Linked DNA regions of Gossypium hirsutum: region 1 is linked to region 2. Evidence: chromatin contacts called from public Hi-C data. All regions are on one chromosome and are shown on one strand. The core of a region is the stretch at or near the end of the contact, and the rest is flanking DNA. Distances in the headings are between cores, read along the strand shown. Region 1 has its middle 14 kb from the start of LOC107948259. Region 2 has its middle 5.1 kb from the start of LOC107948255.

Region 1 (5,807 bases), core at 1,685-4,184, 99 kb before region 2:
GGCTTTGACAAACGAAGAAAAAAGAGTATTGAAAGAAGTTCGTAAAAAGGATAAGAGAGTATTGTTCTTTATTTTTCAAGGTGTTGATAAATCAACCTTTGAAAAAATTTCAGACGCAAGACGTCAAAGGAAGCATGGGGAATTTTGCAAAAATCCCTTCAAGAAGCCGAAAAGGCCAGAAAGGTATGTTTACAAACTCTTAAAGTCGAATTTGAGACATTGAAAATGAAAGTTTCAGAAAGTGTTGATGATTATGTCACCCAAGTAAAAGAAGTGGTAAATGAAATGAAAAAGAATGGAGAAACCCTTGATGACGTAAGAGTAATGGAAAAAATTTTGCGGTCACTAACACACAAATTTGATTATGTGGTTGTTGTCATCGAAGAATAAAAAGATTTGTCACAAATATCTGTCAACGAACATGTGGGTTCCCTCCAAGCTCATGACCATAAAATCAAGCAAAATGATGATACTGGAAATTTGAAGCAATTCTTGCAAAGCAAGCTGTCCTTCAATGAAAGTGGAGCTAGCAATAATTTTGGACAAGGTACAAGCAATCGTGGAGGATATAGAGGCAAAAATAGAGGTGGACGGGGAACATGTGAACGGTGCAATCAATTATATGGAAAAGGCCAAACAAGTGAAGAGTATCAGATGTCAAGTCATGAACGAGGAGTTCGAGGTCGAGGTCGAGGTCGAGGTAGAGGTAGACTTCAACAAAGATATAAATCTTAGATACAATGTTATAGTTGCAATAAATGTGGTCATTTTAGTTATGAGTGTATATAAACTCTCAGGGTGGAGGAGAGAAATCATGTAGCAACAACTAAAGAAGAAGAAAAAAAACGTGGAATCTAGTGCATTCCTCACTTTTAACAAAAGTGAAAAATCAAATAAAAATATTAGGTATCTTGATAATTGTGTTAGCAATCACATGTGTGGACGAAAAAATTTATTTTCAGAGTTGGACGAAAATATTCACAGACAAGTAACGTTCTTATTAAACTATTATTTAATATTAAAGTAATAAAAAAATATTGTTTTCAAGAGGATCAAATTCTAAGTTGCTAAATATCAATTATTCAATTTTTATCTTATTCATATCAATAAAATAAATTCTAATTACTATTGAAATTAAATTAAGCTAATTAAGGAGTTTTTTATATTAAACTAAAATAATTGAATTTTTTAAAATTTCTCAATCAATTTTAAATACTTGAACTCTAACTTCATCTAATTTAGTTAATTAATTATCTCTCATTCAGTTGTTGAATCTATATAATTACTAATCCATGATTTAATCGCATTAACTAGACCCTTCCAATATCTATAGGCAAGTTAGGTGAAATCGTTAAGAACAAGCCTATGGGTTGATTAGGCATCAGGTATCTTCCTATTTTAGATGCAAATTAACTCGTTCCTTAGCACTACTAAAGTTAATCAAAATTTATTCAATCTAAATTTAAACGTTAATTTTCTTCCTAGACAAACAAGATTATCAAATTAATACAAATTTGTGGGCAGACAAATAGATTAAATAAGCACATGTGTGAATAAATAAGTAACAATAATTGGAACAATTGAAATAAAAGTAAATTAACTAAAAAATAGGGTTTGTCATTGTTAAAAAAAAAGAATTTAGTTCATATTAAGTTGAGAAAACAACACAAAAAAAATATTCAAAATAAACTTGCATCAATAAAAAGTAAAAACAAATAATCTAAAGAGAAAATAGTTAAGGAATTAATACCAAGCTCTTCGGATATCTTTTTCTTCTTATCTTTGCAAATTTGAAGTTTTTCTTGGTACGAGAGAGTTGTTCTTTAGCCTCCAAGTAATTCCTTGCACATTTTTTTCTTTTTTTTCTTAAATCTCATCACCATTGTTTTTAAGGTTTTTAATCATTACTCCACTACAAGTCCGCAACCGAATTAAATCCGGTGGAACAGAAGACTTCACTTTACCACTTTTTACTCTATACTCTAAGTCTTCCATTCTTCATCCGGAATCCATATAGAAAGGAAAATAACAAGTAAACCCAAATTAACTCTAAAAACATGAAAAACAAACAAAATTTAAATAAAATATAATTAATTTAAAAAATTATAAAATACAATAAAAACTAATTTAAATGCTAAAATTAGCTCTTAAAATATTATAAAAACTATATTAAAAATAACTCCGAGAATTATCATTCATCGTTGTTACTGAGTTAGGGGGCAGCATCTACCCACACTGTTATGTCGTTTGCCTTCACATTGGCTCTTAGTCCTCCATAGCAATGTATGAGCTCAATTGTTCTTATTTGGAAAGGAACATCCAGTTTTATTGATCCATTATTTTCTTCACGGTGTTATACATGGTGTTTCATCTATTGGATGAGTATATCAAAACACTGTCAAAGCATCAGTGAGTCAATGATGGCTGATCCTGCAAAACAACGTCACTTCAAGCTTTGATTGCAGTCCACACGGTCCTGGAAAACTTGTATAATCATTCTGCCTTAAAAGAGCTTACTGCCGATTCATAGTTCAGGGGTTGGCCCCCATTTTGCCTCTTAATGTTTGATTCGTCTTGTTTTTTCTATGCATCGATCTTGGGCTTTGTTTTGGTTTGGTTTGCTTTGTCTTGCCCGATGGATTGATTGTCGGCCTGGTCTTGTGAATCTTTGTATGTTTATGCTTCTTTCTTCTTGTGACTCGAGTGTGTAGCGAAATGATAATTTAATGTTGCAAAGAAGAAAAAACTGGCATGAGCATCTATGCAAAATCATCCTCTCACTCAATTTAAAATTTGTAAGAAAAAAAGTAGTAGATGATCTACAGAGATTAGTGTTTGAGAAAGCCGAAGAACCTGGATAGAAAAGTAACTTTGTAGTGGACTGATTATGGTGTCTGATCTGATTTTCCCACATTGTAATGAGCTAAAGGCCTGCCTGCGATACTCGTAAGCTAGCTGGGGACCGAAGCTTTCTGCTAAGGGTTGGGCTTTATATCAAGTTCACCCTTCCTTTCCAACCAAACCTAATTATCTTTACTGATAAGTAATAAATTATGCTACATCTTGATTTTATTTGAGAAAACAGAATATTGTGTTTTAAGAAATCGAATATACCTCATGCCTCACACACTACAATCTACCCCTTAGTAAATTTCTTTTGTCTAAATAACTCTGTAATATTTTACCCTTAATTAAGTGGAATATTTTAAAAGGCTTATGATGAAAACTCATCACTCTAATTTAATTGGGAAAGTACCGTATAATTGAAGTACTTAATTCATGATTTAGTTCTTAAAATATATTTATTTTCTCACTTTAGTACTTCAATTTTTTTTTGTCTCACTTTAATATCTAAATTTTTTTTTGTCATGAGCAATACCTAAATTACTTTTTAATTGGAAACAAGTTGGCACTTAAATTGGAAGCAAGTTGGCACTTAAATTGGAAGCAAGTTGGCACTTAAACCTTTTTTTTAATTGATACCTAAATTTTTTTATACTTTCATTATGAAAGAAGATATTGATTCTAAATGGTGAATTCAAGTGGTACTTAAACCTTTTTTTTAGGAGACCCTAGTTCAGCACTTCTATGGTCACTTTCTCGGTTTCATGAGCTTCCATGGGTTTGCATCAGTGACTTCAACAACCTTAAGTCTCTAAAAGATAAATACGGTAGTGTCACCTACCCGGTTTCTTTGATGGAAGGTTTTCGATAACGTGTAGCTGGTTGCCATCTTATGGAGTTGCCTTTTATTGGATTTAGCTATAGTTGGGAACAAGAGAGGGGGTCCAATGCGTTTGCCATGGAGAAGCTTGATTGTGCTTTTATCAATCAACAGTGGGTAGATGTTTTTCCTTATGATAAACTCGATAACTTGGTGAGTGATACCTCCGACCATAACCCGTTAAAGTTGGTGTCTGCTTCATATTTCCCCTCACAAAAACCCAGACGTTTCAAGTTCAAAAATCATTGGCTCGCCGAAGATGGCTTCTTTGATGTCGTGCAAGAGGGGTGGCATGCTTGCCCGTCGCATGACACTCTCGACAAACTAAAATCATGTAGTTCTTGACTTGTGATCTGGTAGTTTTCTTTGGGTGGTAATTTTGCATCTCGACTGAAAGAGGCTAAGCGAAAAATTGAGGAGGCTCAATTTTGTGGGGTTAATGATACTTTAATGATAGTTTTAAGAAACACGATCAATAATCTTGTTGCGGAAAAGGCAGTGTATTGGCGATAGAGATCTAAAGTTTTTTGGATGAGTTACGGAGAGGCAAAATCAAAGTATTTCCATGGTCAAGCATTAAAACGAAGAACGAATCACATCCCAATATTTGCTTGATACACAGGGGGCGGCCTTGTTTAGATAAGGTCGGTATGGGTAACATTGTTGTTGATTATTTTAATAATATTTTTCCTCAATAAACTGTGAAGAATTCCGATGCCTTGGATGGTACGCAAGCTATGGTTCGAGATCAGGATAATGCTTTTCTAACTACTCCTTTTCATCTTGTTGAATTTCGTAAGGCCATTTTTGAGATTCACCTAGATAGCGTCAAGTCTGCTTACATAACTGCACTAAGTATGTACACCGATCTGCATGACTTTGCTATTGAAGGACCTTGGACGAAACTGTGGAATTCAAGCCTACCTCCCAAGGTTGAAGACTTTGTTTGGAGATTCGTAAGAAGTTTTGTTCCATGCTGCCATCGGCTAGCTGATAAGGGTTGTAATGTAAACCTAAACTGTTCCCCATGTAGTGGTATTGAAGATTTGGATCATGTTACACTCAGCTGTCCAAAGGCGAAGGAAGTGTGGTTTAGCTGCTGGGCTAGTCGTCTCAAATCAATCTCTTTATAATTGGTTGCTTGCCTTATTATCATTTGCTAATGATGTTCTTTTTATACAAGCAGCAGTCATATTTTGAAGCCTCTGGTATTTTCATATTTTTTTGTTAGAAAGCTACTGATGCTCCCCCGTCACATATTATTTCTTTTTCAAATCAGTTCTTACAGGATTGGCAAGTTTCACAGATGGCTTTTGGTCGCGTACAGTCTCAGTCCTAATCACACCGCTGCTTCCTAGTCTAAACTAATCTCAGGATGGGTGAAATGTAATGTTGATACTGCAACGTTTGAGGCTAATCAGGCCACCAATTTTTGCTACTATATTACGTGATGATCGTGGCAATTTTATACGTGCTTTATCAGGTCATTTACTCGCTATATTGGAACCACATATTGTTGATTCGAGAGACACTCTCTTAGTTTATGGACGATGGCATCAATAATGTTATGGTAGAGACATCATTAATGCTCTTGCTTCTTCTCTTCTTAATCTTTCAAAGGTTGGAGTTTTAGTTGCTTATTATAATATATTAAAATCCCACTTTTGGCATATACCCTTTCATTGGATAAATAGGAGTGCTATTAAGACTTCGCATTAATAGCTCGGGTAGCAATATTTTATGTAAATTTACTCACTTTTGACATTTCTCTGTCATGTATTTTGCATCTTCTTCATTTACATAATAATAAATATCACCGGAAATACTAAAATTAATAAAATTTTAATATATTTAATGAAGGTAATTTAAAAAATTAACACTACATTCTTAAGTGAATCAAACATGTTAAAATAATTTTTTTTTAAATTTTAATTAGTTCTATATTATATTTGAATTGTAGGCCCGTTTGTATGTAAAAAGTTTTACGAAAATATTTTTTGTATTTTCTTGTGTTTGTTTCACAAAAAACAGCTTAGTCAACGGAAAATGACTTATAGATCAATATAAAATAAGCATTCTTTCT
Region 2 (5,371 bases), core at 1,604-4,103:
TGTAATTAAGGGTTTGATCCTTTTTTATGAAAATAAAACATATTTCATAATCAACAATTTATTTTTTCGGAAAACATCTGCAATTTGATAACACTACAAATGAAATTACAGATCCTATGCTGTAATATCATGAAGAAAAAAAACAGTTTGAATCATAGGGGGTTTTGGACCTACCAAATTATTCTACAAAATTAGCCAACTGAACCTGCCTTAGACGCCTTAACTTTTGCTGTGTCCTTATTAGGTGTCCATTGCTTAAACCCATTTCATGGCTATCCAAGACATGAAATAATTATCATCAACAATGTAAAAGTAAATCCAAAATGCCAAACAGGAAAAAGAGGGGTGTGTGTTTTTGTCTTGTTATTAAAGATATGATGTGCAAAATGCAGCATTTTCCTGGAATTTGCAGAGGCTTTATCCCAGACCCTGTGCTGAAGTTACACTTTGTACTCAGGCCAAAAAGGACACCCACCCAGCCACCATGGCAGTGTGCTAGAAGCCAATGTTTCATGTCGGATGCTGCCAGCTTTGATGCAATTGTGTTATATTCTTATATAATTGAAGAGCAAGTTGTTCATTTTTTTTTCTTTCTAATATTTAATCCTATTGATTTATTTTTAAAATTTTCTTGTTATGCTTGGGATTGGTTTGATGATGATCAACCATATTCCAGATTTATATTCTTTTCTTCTTCTTTTTCCTCATGATTTGTAACTTAATCATTTAGAAGTAATTAAATTGAGTTTCATTCCATGAGTCACTTTTAAAAATTAAAATCATGTAATTCTCTGTATTTAAGAAAGAAAAAAAGGGTCAATTATTAGTTCAAAATCTAGCTTTTTTGTCATTGGACTATAAAAAATACTATTCTTTTGCCTATACATTAAAATCCTTTCCACTCCCTTTTCAATGAAACTCGTCTTCTGTCTTATGTAGACTTAGCCTTATTCCTCATGTGCATGTAGCTGATGAATCCATCATGATGATATGCTTCAATGTGGCATTCATGCACATAGCAGCAAAGGCATGCTTCCCCCCATTTCCCTTTGACGTCTCCCTTTTAATTTGTGAAATCAAGGGGAAAACAGGGTAGTAATAAAAAGCACATACAAGCCCCAAATTTTCTGCCTGTTAATTCAATAGTAAGGAGGGGAAAAAAAGAGTTTAAAGGTTTACAAAATGAAGGAATATTCAGACAAACCTACCAAGAAACCCCAACCTCAAATTAAACAAAGTACAATTTAGTCGACTGGAAAAAAAACTGAGGTTCGTGTATGAACAACACTTGTCTACTTCCATCTTTCTGATTAAGATTCTTTGAGATTGTAAAAAGAAAAAGGAAATAATGATTTCATTTCGTGGATGAATGGATGGGTTCTTAATTAATTTCCTTGTAATTTGAAGAGGAAAAAAAAGGACTTTTAATAAGGAGTATAAGATTCCAAATCCATGTGATCAAAAGGGTTTTTTTTTTTTGATATGATGATTGCTTGAGCTCAATCCCATGTGATTAGAAGTAGACTACACATACATGTATGTATTGATGTGTGTGTACAAGCATTAAAGAAAAGAAAAAGGGTTTCATTTTTCATGCATGACAAGTACTTAAGATTATGGGATGGTAAAGAAATTAACACCTCGTTTAATAAATATGAATTATAATAGTTAGATATAAAATAAAAATGAATTTTAAAATCTGACATGAAGTAAACATAAAAAAAGAATTCTAAAAAATATATATATTTAAAATTATTAAAAAAATTATTTTTTCGAAAACAAGTAACGTGAATGACTAAAAATAACTAATTGAAATGAGTTTATTATTAACTTATATACTAAAATATAATGAAAAAACATCACTCATACCAAATGTAGCGTAATAATACTATTTTCAATTATTTTTTGTTCTAATAATAATATTATTATTTTGCATGGATTTTATGCTTTACTCCCAAGGCAGAATATGCATAAAGTGTTAAATGAGCCGGATGAAAACTTATTTAGTATTATTACATGAGAACCCTTTGGTCATGATGATTTAAGGGTGATTTGTTTCGACGTTGATTGAGATTTAGAAGAACATTTCTAGTAATACCCAAAACTTAATTTTTGAGGGTAGATGCAAGGGTCTTGACCCCAAAAACATAGTCTTTATGAAATTATAAATTGAAATAATGATAAATTATATTTGGTAATATATAATTTCTAAGATTAGAAATAATCATAATAGAATTAAATCACCAAAAAATGTATAATACAAAGATGCTCTATAAATCCTTTATTTGTTTTTTAAATAAATTCTTTTTTTTTTCATATATAAGTTAACAATAATTGGAATTGTCATATAATTAAATGATGAATGATTGTGGAAAGATTGATTTGATGTTCATATGAACAAAGGATTTGATGTTTTGAAAAGTAATAAAATGGAAATAGACTTTTCTTTTGGGGTGATTTTCTTTTTACCTTTAGCTCCTTTTCTACGCTTCGAAGAAATTTAGTCTTAACATTATTTTTGGTGGTTCAAAGTTTGAAAAGATAGGATATGAAAACAATTATTTTTTAATCACAAACGTGCATGGAAAGCATATTTCTAATTAGCTTTTAAGCTTAGGGGTTTAATGATTATGTTTACCATATCTAAAATCAAGTTAGATTCTTAATTGATTCTATATGCTGATATTTTCTTAATTTTTTCATCATCATATTATATATCAAGTGAATATTTTTCTGGGACCCTTGGATAATTGAATGTGAGAATTGCAAGCATGAATGTGTGGACTTAGCTAAGTCAAAAGCAAAGTGTATGAACGATAAGTCAATAAGTAAAGTGGAAGCAAGACGTGTTAAAGGGGTTAGGTCACATTATTTAATGTTAGGGTGGCCTCACCTGGTCTGGTAGAATTTTCACAGCCTTAACGTCAAAGGAACATCATTGGAAACATGAAGGTGGAAGCCTGGAAGGTTCGAATTAACCCTACAGCTACTGGAGCTGGTCAACTACAACATGGTAAGTCTCTATGAAATGGTTGTAGGGTTAATATATAGGAAGAATTTGGTTTACATTTGGAATTTAATTGCTACTTAAAGTTAGAAACTATAAATTAAAGTGATATTTTTAAGTTTCTCAGTCACACTCTTTGTTTATATCAAGCTCACCAATAATTTTGCACCATGTGTCTAATTTCAAATTTAATATTTAAAGAATTTTGAATCACCCTGCTTGCAGCCTCTTAAAGTACTTGGCTAGTTCTTTCAGCACACACCTTTCATGGGTATTGCTCGTTAAGTTAATAGGAGAATTATTGCTAGCCTAAAGGCACTTAACTAATTCTTTGAGCACACTCTCTTCATGAGTATTGCTCACTAAGCATAGGTTTGGATGTATGGTGGGATACAATGCAGTGCATTTAACTTGTTTTTTATCTCATATTACAGTATCATCATAATATTCAATCTCACCGCCACCACTATTTTTTACTAATCAGAGGTAAACGTACCTCTTATCTAAACCACCCTAAATTAATAGCAAACCCCCAAACCTTTTAAGGCATTAGCTAGATCTTTGAGCACACACCCTTCATGGGTATTGCTCAATAAATTTTTCTGAGGCTTACAGATTGTGAGAATAAATAAACATATTGAGTAATTCATTTTATTTGTTTGTTTAACATTAGACATGTAAAAAGTGATTTTTAAGATAAATTTGGTAAATTCAAAATTTAATCATAACATAGGCTAAATGCTAATACTAAAGTGGAACAATTTTTTATCATAAACTATTTCAGAATTGCTTGTTTTTAATAATTAGGGAAGGAGAATAATATTGTCCGGAATCAAACTCAAACTCTTATACCTACAACATAATGCATTTGTCACTAGTCCAAGACATCGCTAGCTTTTGTTAATTAGTTTTAATCTTATTATTTGCTACTAACTATTGAAGGAAGATTCGGAATATTTGCTTCCACCCTATTAGCTGGAAAGTCAAAAGATTTTCTGCAAAAAATGACGAATATTTTTGGATAAATATCAAATTTATACCTGAATTTTGATTTATAAATATTGATTTGGTGCAGTTATGCACATGAAAATTGAATTGGGGTTCATATGTACACATGAAACTTCGATTTATTTTCATATTGGATTAATTTCATTGTTTGTGTATACAATATATCAATGCAAAATTGTATGCAATATATTGTATGTCTATTGGAACAAGAATTTCCAGAATCAACAACAAAGCTAGGAATACTATGAAGGGCCGAGATTGAAATTTATCCACTATACCACGTTTTTTTTTTGGAAGGTTTAACTCAAAACCGATTTGAATTAGGTTACATGATCAATTTCATTACTCAAAATAAAATATAAAAAATATTTATATTTTTCATTATTAGTTTGATTACATGCTAGTTGACATCCTTAGTTTTATATGTTACCATGGGTTAAGATGCTAGGCTTAATATTAGTAGTTCACTAATCCGTGGACATTCATTTCTTTGATTTGCCATTCTTATCCTACAAGGGCTGGAGTTGACATCACATCCTTGCTTGAATTGGTTAAATTTGACTGTAATTTTAAAGCAGTTACCATTCACATGTATAAAGATGATATCCATCCTTGATTGTAGATGAGCTTATAACAGGCAAGCTTGGTATTGGCAAGGCAGAAGATGCATCTAAAAAGAAGTGGCTTGACCCAAGATCATGGATCCCTCCTCGATTGTAGATGAGGATCTATTGGAGGAGGTATGGGCCATGGCAATTGTCGCAAGGTCACACCTTAACCCGAAGCCTTCTAAACGACCCTCAATGAAGCATATTCTTAAACCATTGGAAAACCCTTTGGAAGTAGTAAGAGAGGAGAGTTTCAGTTCTTCAAGGCTAAGAACAATATCGTCTTAGGCGGTCTTGGAGTTCTTCCTTCTTTGGTAGTAGGCGACAGAGCTAACCACAGAGTGGCATCATCCCAGGCCACCAAAACAGAGAGGGTTTTAGTCATTTTAGGTAGGCAGGTAGAGGAGATTCGAGGGAATTAAACACTCATCTTCACATAAACGGTTGTCAAATGAAAATTTTCCCTGAAACGATGGAAATGCAAGACATCAAGATGTTGACGAGAATTCCAAACCTAGTGATTCAAACATTTGGCATCCCAATAAATTCTCAACATAAGCCGCTTGCATTTCAGTAACTCCGGTCCATTAAAAGCCCTAGAAAGGTTAAAGGAAAACTGCTTCATTTTAGCTGCATCAAGAGCCAATCAACTAGAAAGACTACTTACTAGTCGAAGCTGAGAGAGAATAAAAATGATACCGAAAAAGAAACACATTCCACTATTTTTTACTAGAAAGTTATCTTAGAC

The links. A called contact is a pair of places that touch in the nucleus more often than the background predicts.
Region 1: a Hi-C map of leaf shows a contact between it and region 2, with 2.8 times the contacts expected there. The contact joins two enhancer-like sites. A contact is called at or near these places in 6 of 34 Hi-C or Micro-C datasets (hypocotyl and leaf).

What each region holds. Positions count from the first base shown.
Region 1 is chrD08:63,725,953-63,731,759 of Gossypium_hirsutum_v2.1, reverse strand. No RefSeq gene overlaps it. Among protein-coding and RNA genes, the nearest start is that of LOC107948259, 14 kb to the left of the region's middle. Within about 2 kb of position 2,934, at least 6 of the 9 cell types and tissues checked have an H3K27ac peak or open chromatin away from gene starts, as enhancers often do. A contact at or near this core is called in leaf, where this site is marked.
Region 2 is chrD08:63,627,578-63,632,948 of Gossypium_hirsutum_v2.1, reverse strand. No RefSeq gene overlaps it. Among protein-coding and RNA genes, the nearest start is that of LOC107948255, 5.1 kb to the left of the region's middle. Within about 2 kb of position 2,853, at least 4 of the 9 cell types and tissues checked have an H3K27ac peak or open chromatin away from gene starts, as enhancers often do. A contact at or near this core is called in leaf, where this site is marked.